Regions from separate parts of the Canis lupus genome. Here region 2 is linked to region 1. Evidence: chromatin contacts called from public Hi-C data. All regions are on one chromosome and are shown on one strand. Each heading gives the region's core, a stretch centred on a gene start, on an enhancer-like site or on the middle of the called end of the contact. The rest is flanking DNA. Distances are from core to core; before and after follow the strand shown. Region 1 has its middle 29 kb from the start of IFNAR2. Region 2 overlaps IFNGR2 (interferon gamma receptor 2).

Region 1 (6,366 bases), core at 2,772-5,271:
CACACACACACACACACACACACACAGGCTCAAACAATAGCAGTGTGAATTGTCTCACATTTCTGGAGGCCAGAAGTCTGAAATCAAGGGCTCAGCAGGGTGGATTGCCTCTGAGGGCCTCTCTCGTTGGCTTGCAGATAGCCACCTTCTCTCTCTCTCTTACCTGGTCTTACCTCTATGTGTGTGTCCTGCCCCACTGTCTTCTTCTAAGGACCCTGGTCATGTTGGATTAGAACCCACCCTAATCGTCTCATTTTACCTTAACCACCTCTTGGAGGCCCTATTTCAATTATGGTCACTTTGAGATATGGGGGTAGGGGGTGGGGCTAGGACTTCAACAGATAGACTTTGGGGCCTGCACAATTCAGCCCATTAGAGTCACCCTGTTTTTTTTTTTTAAGCTTTCACAATTTTTATTAAATCCTAATCTAATATAACGGTATCTGATTTTTTATAGACATCATCCCATGGTGAACAAGTTTAATAAGTGAAAGCAAATCAGACATCTAAGTCATTATTCTCTGCAGACTAAGCAATAAGGTAACCACACAGAACACTACAGGTAACGACATACACTTACTTGCTCGGTTTTCATACAAGCCATGTTTATCAAACTATATCTCCTAATATTTAATACAGTAGAATTAGTGGTTGTAGTTCTCATATATTTTAATTACAAGTACCTTATCGAGATAACTAACATTTTGACAGTTCAACTGACTTTCCAAATTAGTATAATATGTTCAAGAAAAAGAGCAAAAAGTGAAATGAAAACGGAACATGACAAGTTAAGTTACTAAAGGAAAACAATGTAAAGAAAAAAGGTGGGGGGAAGGGAAATATCACTGGAAATACCAACAAGTCTAGACATTGGGCTGGAAGAAAATAGATCAACTATGGTTTTCACAAGTCAGAGTTTATGAATTCAATGCAATACAAATCCTTTTGAATGTAAAAGCCAAGGTGAAACTAATAGGTCTATAAACTGTTACTTTTGGCCTTAAATAGTACCAATTCTTTTGAAAAAAGGCCACAACAGTTAAGATTGTATTACTTGATTTTATTTTACACTAGGTGGCGGGCACAAAGCAATCCTCCTTCATCAAGTTGACAATTAGCTTCACTCAGAACACTTTTAATAATGCACATTAAAAAAAAGTATTCAATCTTACAAATTGTTCTGCAATCCAAATATACAATAGCTTGGAAAACAACGTTTAGAAAACAAAAGCCAATGTAAAAAGACAGATTAAAACAACTAGAACAGTACGGGTTTTATATGGCTCTGATTTTACAGTTTTCTTACTGCATCATCAATGTCAGAAATCTGTTCCTTCAGCTGGCTCCATTGCTCAGGATTTAAAGAAATACCTTTTCTTCCAGGTTTCATTTCACCTTCTGGATCCATCCAATATTCTCTAATATCAATTAGGACTTTCCCTTTAAAGTCCCGAACACTGAGGTACCTCATTTTCCCAATCTGAAACATGTTATCATCTCTGCTGCTGCTGCTCTGCTTAGAGGATGACAGGGCTCTTGATTTTTCTCCAGTCTTTGCTTCTTCACAGGTTTCTCTGGCGTAACTTGCTTTTTCCTCTTTAACTTTTTGTCAACCTCACTGTCAGAATCGCTGCCAGAAGAGCTTGAAGAAACAAGTTCCTTTGATTTAGGCATTGCTGGGATCCCTGGGTGGCACAGCGGTTTGGTGCCTGCCTTTGGCCCAGGGCGCGATCCTGGAGACCTGGGATCGAGTCCCATGTCGGGGTCCCAGTGCATGGAGCCTGCTTCTCCCTCTGCCTGCGTCTCTGCCTCTCTCTCTGTGTGTGTGTGACTATCATAAATAAATAAAAATTTTTAAAAATTTTGATTTAGGCATTGCTCCAGTCTCGCGGCCCAACTGCCTTCTGCTCGCTCGCTTGCAACTTCGAGTCACCCTGTTTTCAGTGCTATTAACTTGTGAAAAGATGTACATTTTTAAATGTTTCTCCACTGTTTTCAAGAACAGGGAGAAACTGGGGCACCTGGGTGGCTCAGTCCCATTAAGCGCCTGCCTTTGGCTCAGGTCATGATCTCAGGGTCCTGGGATTAAGCCCCAGCATCTAAGCCCTGCATTCAGCTCCCTGCTCAGCAGGGAGTCTGCTTCTCCCTCTCATCCCTGCCCTTCCCCCCACTTGTGCTCACACTTGATCTCTCTCTCTCAAATGAATAAATTAAAAACCTTTTTTAAAAATTTTGTTCAGGCACCTCTTGGGGATGTTATGCAAGTAAACTTATTTAAAGACACAGGTGGAAGTCAGTGAGGTCAGTACACAAGCACAGTGGTTAGGAGCCACCTCCAGAGGCCAAGTCAGGTTCCCGAGGCATGGAATGGGGGGTTGCAGATGATGCCGTGATAATAAGAGCTACCCCAGACGTCCTCCAACCCAGTCTCAAAAACTCTCTCCTCCCTTCTGATGTCCCCTTCTCTTACTGCCGCTTCATACACCCAAGGCTGGGCAGTTCAGCTGCTTGGCCAGCCTGGAGTCGTGCAGGGACTGGTGTGCCTCACCAATCTTTCAGTTAGACAACTGCCATCTGACTGCAGGGGAGCATGCTCTGCTCCCTGCAACGGAGCCTTGTCTGGTCCACCCTGACTTAGAGCCTCAGAGCTGGAACAAGGACAATAGAGGCATCTTGAGGGATCAGGCTAAGTGGCCCCTAGACTCACCACATACCTCACCCAGCAGTCTTTAAATGTAGTCGACTCAGTGTCTAAAGAGTTGTCTTAAGGATGAACAAGTGCACTGAATAGTAAGCAGTTGTCCTACCCTATAATCAGTTCATTGCAAATAAATGTCATTTGAAAATTATTGTATAAGGACACCTGAGTGCTCAGTGGTTGAGCCTCTGCCTTCGGTTCAGGGCGTGATCATGGGGTCCTGGGGTCAAGTCCCACATTGGGCTCCCCTCAGGGAGCCTGCTTCTCCCTCTGCCTATGTCTCTGCCTCTCATGAATAAATAAATAAAATCTTTAAAAAAAAAGAAAAGAAAATTACTGTATATACTTCCTTATGCATTTTATACACCGTGACCACCACTGGTGGTCATGTGACCAGGATGTGACCAGGAAAGAACCAATTATTTGCTTAAAATAGGATTCTGGGATGCCTGGGTGACTCAGCAGTTGAGCGTCTGCCTTTGGGTCAGGTCATGATCCTGGGGTCCCAGGATCGAGTCCCACATCGGGCTCCCTGCATGGAGCCTTCTTCTCCCTCTGCCTGTGTCTCTGCCTCTCTCTGTGTGTGTCTCTGGTGAATAAATAAATAAAATCTTCAAAAAAATAAAATAAAATAGGATTCTTTGTTTAAAGTGCGCTTGTACTTAGTGAGCACGTCAGGACATTTGACACAGTTTTTTGTTTTTTGTTTTTTTTTTTTTTATTCATGGCAGACAGAGAGAGAGAGAGAGGCAGAGACACAGGCAGAGGGAGAAGCAGGCTCCATGCAGGGAGCCCGATGTGGGACTCGATCCTGGGTCTCCAGGATCACACCCCGGGCCAAAGGTGGTGCTAAACCATTGGGCCACCGGGGCTGCCCTGACACAGTTATTTTTTAAAGAGATTGAAAGCCAGAGTCTGGATCCAGAGGCCAGCAAGCCTTTCCACACCCCTCAGGTCTAGGGGACAGGGGCAGTTCTAATGAAATAAGAAAATAGTTCTGAATCAGCACTGATTGACCCAGCCGTTCATCTCTAGATCCCGGAAGTCAGCTGGGGCCCCTTTCCCTTTGGAGACCAAAGTGTGATTGGTTTGGGTCTTTCAGTACCATGACCCAGGATGAGAGCCCACTGGACCTGTGTTCTTAGACTCTCCCTCTCTGTACCCCAGCATGATCTCAGGGCTTCTTTAAGCTCTGCCAAGTGAATCCACTCATATGCAAAAAAGCATTATGACCGCTCTGGAAAATAGCATATTGTAAGGGGGGGAGGTGGGGGGGAGGAAGGGTAGAGCTCAGGGATTACATCACTTAACCCACAGGAAACAACCTCAAAATACGTGCTTTAAGATTTTGGCTTTTCCTGTGATCTGCAAGGGCTGGGTGGGGGAGTAGCTCTCTCGTGCCTGAGCTCTCTCTTTCTCCGTCTCCTTCTCCCACATCATGTCCACTCCACTGGAGCCTCCTTCTCAATCCTGGGCCTCCCCACAAGCCTCCTTCTCAACCCTGGGCCTCCAGCCCACATGGCACTATGGTGGATGTATACAGGGAAATCCAGGTCTCCCCAGGCCCCATGCCACCTGTTACTTTGCACCCCATCTAGGGGCTCACCTGAACCTTCTTTTTAACATGATCCACCCTCTTTAAAGACCAGCTAAGCTTACACATAGCTTTTAAGTTTTCGGTTTCTCTTAACAGCCCATGTAACCAGTTGTCTTGTTGAATGCCTTCTACATCATGGTGACAAAAAGGGCTCTGGAGCCGGACTCCAAGGTTAGAATCCTGGATTCACCACTTACTGTGTGTGTAACTTTGAGCAAGTTACTTATCCTCTCTGCACCTCGGTTTTCTCACCTACCAAGGGGGGAAGGTGCTAACAGCTCCTGACTCTCAGGGTTGGGGTGAGCACATGACTCAGTATGTCAGGAGCACGCCGCAGTGCCCGTGTTGTGTAGGAGCTCAGTCGGTGGTGCTGTGTGGTCTGCACGGGATGAGCTGGGAAAACAGAGCCCAGGGACAAGGAAACCCTCTACGTGGTGTCACAGTGCTGTTATGACAGAAATACAGGGTGCTGTAGGCTTTAGGGAGGGTCATCCTGCCCATATTCCGGAAGCAAGAGGCTTCCTGGAGGAAGGGACAGATAAGCAGAGTCCAGGAAGGGAAGGAGGGACCAGAAAAGAGGAGGTTGAGGGTCTTCCAGGGACAGGGAAAAGCATTTGCACGCACACCCCCACAGGGACCAGGGAAAACAGAGGTCAAGGGAGGACGCTAAGTTAGCCCAGCAGGGCAGAGGATGGGAGGAGGAGTGACCCAAAGACGGGAGCAGGAAGTGGGGACGAGAACAGCTGGCCTTCACCCCGTGGAGGAGTCTGCATTTCACCCCAAGGATGATGGGAGCCCAGAAGCCCCGTGGAGGAGTCTGCATTTCACCCCAAGGATGATGGGAGCCCCAGAAGCCCGTATGCAAGGGGGCAGAGGGATGGAATTTGCATTTTGGCAAAATGTTGCCGGCTGCTGGGTGGAAAGCGAGTGAGAGCATGGGATTTTGTATTTTTTATCTTTGCCTACAACCCACAGGAAGTGAAACATGCCCCACCACAACCAGAGGAGGTCCAGAGTTTGAGGGGAGGGAAGCTTATCCAACCCTAAGAAAAACAGTATGAGGGGCAGCCCCGGTGGCCTAGCGGTTTAGCACCGCCTGCAGCCCAGGGTGTGATCCTGGAGATCCGGGATAGAGACCCACGTCAGGCTCCCTGCATGGGGCCTGCTTCTCCCTCTGCCTGTGTCTCTGCCTCTCACTCTCTGTGTCTGTCATGAATAAATAAATAAAATCGAAAGAAAGAAAGAAGAAAGAAGAAAGAAAGAAAGAAAGAAAGAAAGAAGAACGACAGAAATAAATAAATAAAGAAAGAAAGAGACAAGAAAAGAGGAAGGAAGGAAGGAATGAAGGAAGGAAGAAGGAAGGATCCTCCCTCCCTTCCAAGACCCTCCCTCCCCCTCCCCTCCTCCTCCCTCCCTCCCTCCCTCACCCTCCCCCCGTTCCTCCTTCCTGCCGTCCTTCCTCCCCTTCCTTCCTTCCTTCCTCCTCCCTCCCCATCCCTCCCACCCTCCCTCCCTCCCGCCCCCGCCCCCGCCCCTCCCTCCCTCCCTAACCACGTATGAGGGGGCGCCTGGGTGACTCAGGTGGTGAAGTGTCTGCCTTCGGCTCACGTCATGCTCTCAGGGTCCTGGGATCGAGGCTCCCTGCTCAGCGGGGAGTCTGCTTCTCCCTCTGCCCCTCAGCACACATGTGCATGCTCCTTCTGCCTCTCAAAAAAATAAATAAATAAATAAAATATTTTAAAAAAAGAAAAAAGAAAGGACAGCAATACAATAAACAATACAATATGGCATTACAAATACCCTAATAGGGAAAATAGGGACAGGGCTTTGCAAGGGGGCTTGCAGCCCTGAAGTTCATGCTTCAGCCTTGGGGTAAAGCCACTCCTGGGACGCCGGGGTGGCTCAGTGGTTGAGCATCTGCCTTCGGCTCAGGGCGTGAGCCCGGTGTCCTGGATCGAGTCCCGCATCGGGCTCCCTGCATGGAGTCTGCTTCTCCCTCTGCCTGTGTCTCTGCCTCTCTCTGTGTGTGTCTCTCATGAATAAATAAATAAGATCTTTTTTTAAAAATGAG
Region 2 (6,785 bases), core at 1,086-3,585, 220 kb after region 1:
GCTTAGCAACTTTATAGGGGCCAGTGGCCAATGGGATACGCAGAGAGTTGCGCAGTCATGCTGGTCCGCTGAACCGGATTTCTGGTTAGGGTGTGCCCTGGTCTGACTAGGGCGGGGTAGTGCCCTCAGTAATAAGCAGGTCAGCACAAGGCGGGTGCAGCCCAAACTAGAGTCAGTCCTGCTCTGCTTGTCCAGGGGTAGGGGATTTTGTTTAATTTCCTGGGTCCCACACTGTAGTCCCTCATCTTCCTTCCCTTGTCGGGGTATTTAAAGTACACAGACATAATACAAATTACATGTTCAGGGGCCCCTGGGTGGCTCAGTGGTTGAGCGTCTGCCTTCAGCTCAGGTCATGATCCAGGGGCCCCAGGATCGAGTCCCGCATCAGGCTCCCCATGGGGAGCCTGCTTTTCCCTCTGCCTGTGTCTCTGCCTCTCTGTGTGTCTCTCATGAATGAATGAATGAATGAATGAATGAATGAATGAATGAATGAATGAATGACAAGTTACATGGTAAATTCCCTCCTAGAACCTCCATGCAGATCCTGCATGATTCCAGGCACATGAGGCCTCCAGAGTAGTCAGCGTCATAGAAGTGATACGGGAGAGCTTGGATCTTGTCTGACAAAGTCAAAGAATGAATCTCATGGACATGAGAGTCTTGGGAGTGAGCCAAGTGACAGAAGTTTATTAAGCAGACATACAGGGAAAGCTCCCCACAGGGTGGCCAGTGGGGGCCTTCACGTCCCTCTTTTATAGGAAACTGACCAGGGTGCTTGGTAAATTTCTTGTCCCTACCAGGGTGGATATTTAGAACAAACAGGTGGACTTGTAACTATCATAATAACAAACAAGATGTTTTTGTAAATATCATGAGCCCAAACAAGGTGCTCCCTTCTCTCTGGTTAACATCTCCTCCATAACATTTGTCTACATCTGGGATTTCAGTGAACCTAGTCCGGTAGCCCATGGCCTTGAGGTTCTTATGCAGTCTTGGTTTGAGCAGGGACTATTTTTAAATATTTTTTTAAATGTGTTTATTCATGAGAGAGAGAGAGAGAGAGAGAGAGAGGCAGAGATACAGGCAGAGGGAGAAGCAGGCTCCATGCAGGGAGCCCGACGTGGGACTCGATCCTGGGACCCCAGGATCAAGCCCTGGGCTGAAGGCAGGCGCTAAATCACTGAGCTGTCCCTGAGCAGGGACTATTAATAACACTTTAATGGCATATTTCTGTGATTGCTTAGTAACCATTAGAAGGGGCGGTACCCCCTAACATTTTGGAACCAGGGAACCAGGTTTATTTTTCCTGTTTCTGTCTTATCTCTGTTTTCTTGGGATTGGTAGGAGCCTGACTCTGGGGCCTTTCCCTAATCTTTCCTTGCCTCGCCCTGTCTGCCCCTAACTCGTTCCTACATCAGAAGCAGGGGTGGAGGGCAGCCCCAGTGGCTCAGCAGTTTAGCGCCGCCTTCAGTCTGGGGAGTGATCCTGGGGACCCGGGATCGAGTCCCATGTCGGCTCCCTGCGTGGAGCCTGCTTCTCCCTCTGCTGTGTCTCTGCCTCTCTGTGTCTCTCATGAATAAATAAATGGAATCTTGGGAAAAAAAAAAAAAAAAAGAAGCAGGGGGTGGAATGTGGTTGCCAGGGGCCAGGGAAGAGGGGCTCGAGGGGATGCTGTTCATTGGGTCTGAAGTTCCAGTTACGCACGATGAGTAAGTCCTGGAGATCTGCTGTACCTCATCGTGCCTATAGTTGGTACCGCATTGTGCACTTAGAAATTTATTAAGAGGGCAGCCCAGGTGGCTCAGCAGTTTAGCATTGCCTTTAGCCCAGGGCATGATCCCGGGGTCGTGGGATCGAGTCCCACATCGGGCTCCTTGCATGGATTCTGCTTCTCCCTCTGCCTGTGTCTCTGCCTCTGTCTCTCATGAATAAATAAGTAAAATCTTTTAAAATTTTTATTAAGAGGGTAGAACTCATATTAAGTGAGTTCTCTCTCTCTCTTTCTCTCTCTCTCTCACTCACACACACACACACACACACACAACCCCCAACCTTCCCTGGTTAATATTTTCACAAAATAACAGCCTTCAGTGGGACTCAGAATCTTCCTTGCATTTGTCTCTCCCTCACAGTAGAACAACCAGCAGGTCGCTAGGAAGTGAATTTACTACTAGTTTTTCCTGTGGGGTGTGGCTCTAAAACAGAGTTTCAGTTCACTTTCCTGGGAAAGTGTGAAAAATATGTATCAAAGGGCACTGAAGTTACATGAGAAGAGTGAATCAGGTTTCACTCATATTTTTGAGGTTTCAGAAGTGCACATGATTGGTTTATGTTCTCGTCATGAGTAAGCTCTCAGCTCACTGTGTGTTGCAGTGTCTCTTGGCACGTCCAAGAGCAAGGCATGGGTTTCTGGGTCACTCAGCAGTGAAATGATGGCTCAGCCTAGAGCAGGGGTGGGAGGGGAAGGGCAGATAGAGACCTCATGAGGCCCCTCTCCGTCTCTCCCCGGCCCAGCGCCCCACTTCTCTGCTCTCTGCTCCGTGTGTGTTGTGTGAAACAGAAGCAACCAGAGTGGAGGGGCTGAGGAAAACCTGGCGAACTTTCCCTCTCTTCCCCTTTAATGAGTGAACCAGATGCCCCACATCCTCCGAATTCCAGAGACGTTTTGGGAAGAGCCACCCCCGAGCCTGCAGCAAGTGCAGCAAGTCAGGCCTCGCTTCTCCCGAGCTCTGGTGTGATCTTGGTTGGCCCTTGGATTCGTGTTCAGGTTACTACTGATGTGAAGGGTGTTCTTGTTTGTTTGATTGATTGGTTTTTAAGATTTTATTTATTTATCATGAGAGACCCAGAGAGAGAGACAGAGACATAGGCAGGGGTAGAAGCAGGCTCCCTGCAGGAGCCTGATGTGGGACTCCATCCCAGGACCCCGGGATCATGACCTGAGTCAAAGGCAGATGTTCAACCACTGAGTCACCCAGGTGCCAAGCTTCTCTTGTTTTAGAAGTTGTGGTAATGGTGGTCAGCATAGGATCGCACACCTAGGGAAAATAGGCCTGTGCCGCCGCAGCTAAGAGTCAAGTGGAAGGTCTGCTCTTTTGAACTGATAAAACTAATAACAATGTTGGTTTTCAACCTTTTCTAGTATTTAAAGGACCCAAGCCAGCCTATCTTAGAGGCCCTGGACAAGGACAGCTCGCCAAAGGATGACGCCTGGGACTCTGTGTCCATAGTTTCGTTTCCAGAGAAGGAGCGAGAAGATGTTCTCCAAAGCACTTTGAACTAAAACTCTGGTCCAGTCAGCCAGCCTGTGGGATGAGAGCTCTGAGCCATTGAAGCTGCTGACGTTCCTGTCAGGACTTTACGGAGCCCTGCATTCCATAGTCCTGCCCCCAGAAGCCCGATGGTGCTTTGGAAGATGTAACAGGTCTCATGGGGGAGGCACACTTATTTTTTTTTTCCTTTAAACTAAGGGTTTTCTAATCATACAAGTTTCCAGAATTATTATACAGAGATATCCCAGAAAAATTAAGATTTCTCTTAAACACTAAAAAGCCATGCAATTATTTGTCAGCAAAATGGCTCTGACACACCTGATGTTTTGCTCATTGGCAGCCGGGACACGGGGTCCTCTCCTTGACTGGACCCCTCGAGCAGATCACATAACCTGTCTGTCCCAGCCTGTCCCAACAAGGGACAATGAGTGGCCCTTCTTCATATCCAGTCTCTCAGCTTAAAATGTGATTAGTCCTGTAAATATTATCCTGCGATTTAAGCCTTTTTTTTTTTTCAGGCTAGGGAATAAAAGATTGTGTAATTAACTTTTTACAAGTCAATGTGAATGTTGTGCTGCTTTCCACTTTATTTTGGCCTTCTTTATTTTCTGCAAAGTTCCAACTCCTAAAAATCACTATATCTGCATTTTCGTTTTCTTAAGTGATACCCAGTGGAGCTACCAAGGCCTCATGATCACTCAGAGGGAACAGTCTGCGTGCATCCCTTGGTTCCTTAGGCAGGTATAAAGGGCACTTTATTTATTATTATTATTATTATTATTATTATTATTATTATTATTTATTCATGAGAGACACAGAGAGAGAGAGAGAGAGGCAGAGACACAGGCAGAGGGAAAAGTAGGCTCCATGCAGGGAGCCTGACGTGGGACTCGATCCCGGGTCTCCAGGATCACACCCTGGGCTGAAAGCGGTGCTAAACTGCTGAGCCACCCGGGCTGCCCTAAAGGGCACTTTCAGAAGCTGCATGAGCACTTCACTTTTTAGGAGTTGTGTGTTGACCAAGGCAGGGGCTTGTAGACAGTAAAGAGAATTCGCTGATGGACAACAGTGATACCCACGGGGCATTGCACTCTTCTGATGAGGGAAGTATTGACAGGTTCTTTGGTTCAAAGGCTTTGGATTGAAAATCCATTTCTGGGACCCTTGACATTTGGGAAATGGATGTGTAGTTACATGTGCCCTCCCCCAACACACACACACACACACACACAAAGTGATAGACTTGCTTGTAAGGTCTGCTTTAGCCCCTACTGGTGGCCAAAACACACTGGGAAGAAGAGACATGGTATGATTATGAAGCTTCTGGCGCTGGTCAGTGGGACCAAGTTCTCTCTCATCTGGCGCTTGTGCCACTGGTGAGGAATTGGCTCTTGGGCTGACTTTCTAACCAAGCACTGTGTACTTTGCCGACAAGACATAAAAGGACCCCTCCTCCCCCCAGACCCCGCTCCATGCAAGTGCTCTTGGGAGAGATCCGCTTTATTAGGTGCATCTGAGTCAAGCCTGGTTTGGAGGAAGAGCTAGTAGGTGGAGACTGAACACCTGGCTCAGATCAGGTAGGGGATGTGAGATAGAAGGGCTTCCTTTTTGGGGCTGTGGGGTGAAGCACAGCGAGGGTGGGAGGACATGCATGTAGCAGAAAGCAGGCTAAGAGTCTGAGCCCGGGATCCCTGGGTGGCGCAGTGGTTTAGCGCCTGCCTTTGACCCAGGGCGCGATCCTGGAGACCCGGGATCGAATCCCACGTCGGGCTCCCGGTGCATGGAGCCTGCTTCTCTCTCTGCCTGTGTCTCTGCCTCTCTCTCTGTGTGTCTATCATGAATAAATAAATAAAATCTTTAAAAAAAAAAAAAAGAGTCTGAGCCCAACAGAAAGGGGACAGATAACTCTGTAAGAGAGGAAGTGCCTATGTGCCACCGTGTGGGGAAGGGAGTTAGTTCCAGCTAGTCAGGGGCCAGCAGGCTGGCTCTGGGGACCAGATGCCCAGAAGGCTGAACTGGCTTCAGGGCCTGGAGCAGGAGGTCGCTGTGGTGCAGGCCCAGTAAGGCCCTTCTTGTTGAAGGCAGTGGCTTAAATCTGTGACACTCAGAGCCCAAGCCCAGAGCCAGCCCTGTTCCCAGGGGCCTCTGGGGCCAGGCTCAACAACGTTACTGTGTTGTAGGGGAGACGATGCCAATAACACCAAACATGCCACTTCTCCATGACCCCACTTCACCATCCTAACTCAATAAACATCCTGAGGAGGCGTGGGGCTGGCCTCTTAACCACAGGAGGATAAGAACTAGTTGACTAAGAGTCTCCTTTTCTGTAGCTCTTCCCCCAAAACACCTGATTCTACTTTGTAAAATAAATAGCTCATCGATTAGAATTCATACTTGTACTAACTTGGGACTTTAATTTCTGGTCAGGCTACGTACAGAACCATAAAATGAGTCAGAAGCCACCTTATACATCATTTACAACAGGGCAAGCTGTAGGCCATGCAGCAAATCCAGGCCGCTCCCTGTATTTGTAGCTAAGAATAGTTTCTACATCTTTAAATGGTTGGGGGTGGGGGGAAATCAAAAGAATAGTATTTCATCACGCATGAAAGGCATATGAAATTTAAATTTCAGCGTCTGTAAATCAACGTTTATTGGAAGGCAGTGACTCTCATTCATGTGCGTACCATCGCTGGCTGCATTTGCACTGCTGGGGAGAACTGAGAAGGCCTACAGGGCCAAGATATTTACTACTTGGCCCTTTCCCAAGGAAGTTTGATGCCCCTTGACCTACACAATGAAGTGTTCACTGTACAGGAGAAAACAGACCCATTCTCATTATTTAAGTGAATACAAAGTCCCTGCAAGAAGCCATTTGAAAAAAAAAAAAAAAAGAGGAAAAAAAGCCATTTAATGCTGAGATGATCTCATTCAAGGGTCATATATTGTGTGGGAGAAGTATTCTTGCATAAATTCTTTTTCTTGTTTTTTTATTTATTTTTGTTTTGTATATATTTGTTTATTGGAGTTCGATTTGCCAACATATAGCATAACACCCTTGCATAAATTGCACAAAGCGCATCATGCACTGTGTCCTCGGGCAGGGGGAGGGAGGCAGGAGTAGGGGTATGCAGATCAGTGGAGGGAAGAGGGGCCTCTACCAAAAACAGGGCGCCTGGAGATGATGGATTAGTTGGAACAAGGCCACCTCTGGCCTATAAGGCACCTTTGTGTGAATCAGACGTCCAATGTTCAAGACATTGTGCTTTCAAGCACCACGAATTTTCTAAGGCCAAGTAGCTCATCCCCTGTTCCTGCGCTGTGGCTAGCGCACCCTGGGGGGCCCGAGGTGCTCGGCTGTGCAGGGACAGCCGCTGGTGGGACCCCAGTACCTGGGATGGTGGTGATGCCCCTGGGTGAGGAGCTGCTGGGCTTGGGGGGTGGGGAAGGCAGGCCCCTGGGCAGGAGTGGGAGGCCGGGTGGTGCAGAGGAAGAAGACTCTGTATGTGTAGG

What was found. A called contact is a pair of places that touch in the nucleus more often than the background predicts.
Region 2: a Hi-C map of blood shows a contact between it and region 1, with 5 times the contacts expected there. The contact joins two enhancer-like sites. A contact is called at or near these places in 4 of 9 Hi-C or Micro-C datasets (amygdala and blood).

The regions. Positions count from the first base shown.
Region 1 is chr31:28,413,245-28,419,610 of UU_Cfam_GSD_1.0, forward strand. It overlaps the pseudogene LOC100688651. Among named protein-coding and RNA genes, the nearest start is that of IFNAR2, 29 kb to the right of the region's middle. Within about 2 kb of position 4,022, at least 5 of the 20 cell types and tissues checked have an H3K27ac peak or open chromatin away from gene starts, as enhancers often do. A contact at or near this core is called in blood, where this site is marked.
Region 2 is chr31:28,631,471-28,638,255 of UU_Cfam_GSD_1.0, forward strand. It overlaps IFNGR2 (interferon gamma receptor 2), which reads left to right. Exons shown (of 7, transcript XM_038581382.1): 7 at 3,143-3,833. The coding sequence ends at 3,283. Among named protein-coding and RNA genes, the nearest start is that of IFNGR2, 38 kb to the left of the region's middle. Within about 2 kb of position 2,336, at least 4 of the 20 cell types and tissues checked have an H3K27ac peak or open chromatin away from gene starts, as enhancers often do. A contact at or near this core is called in blood, where this site is marked.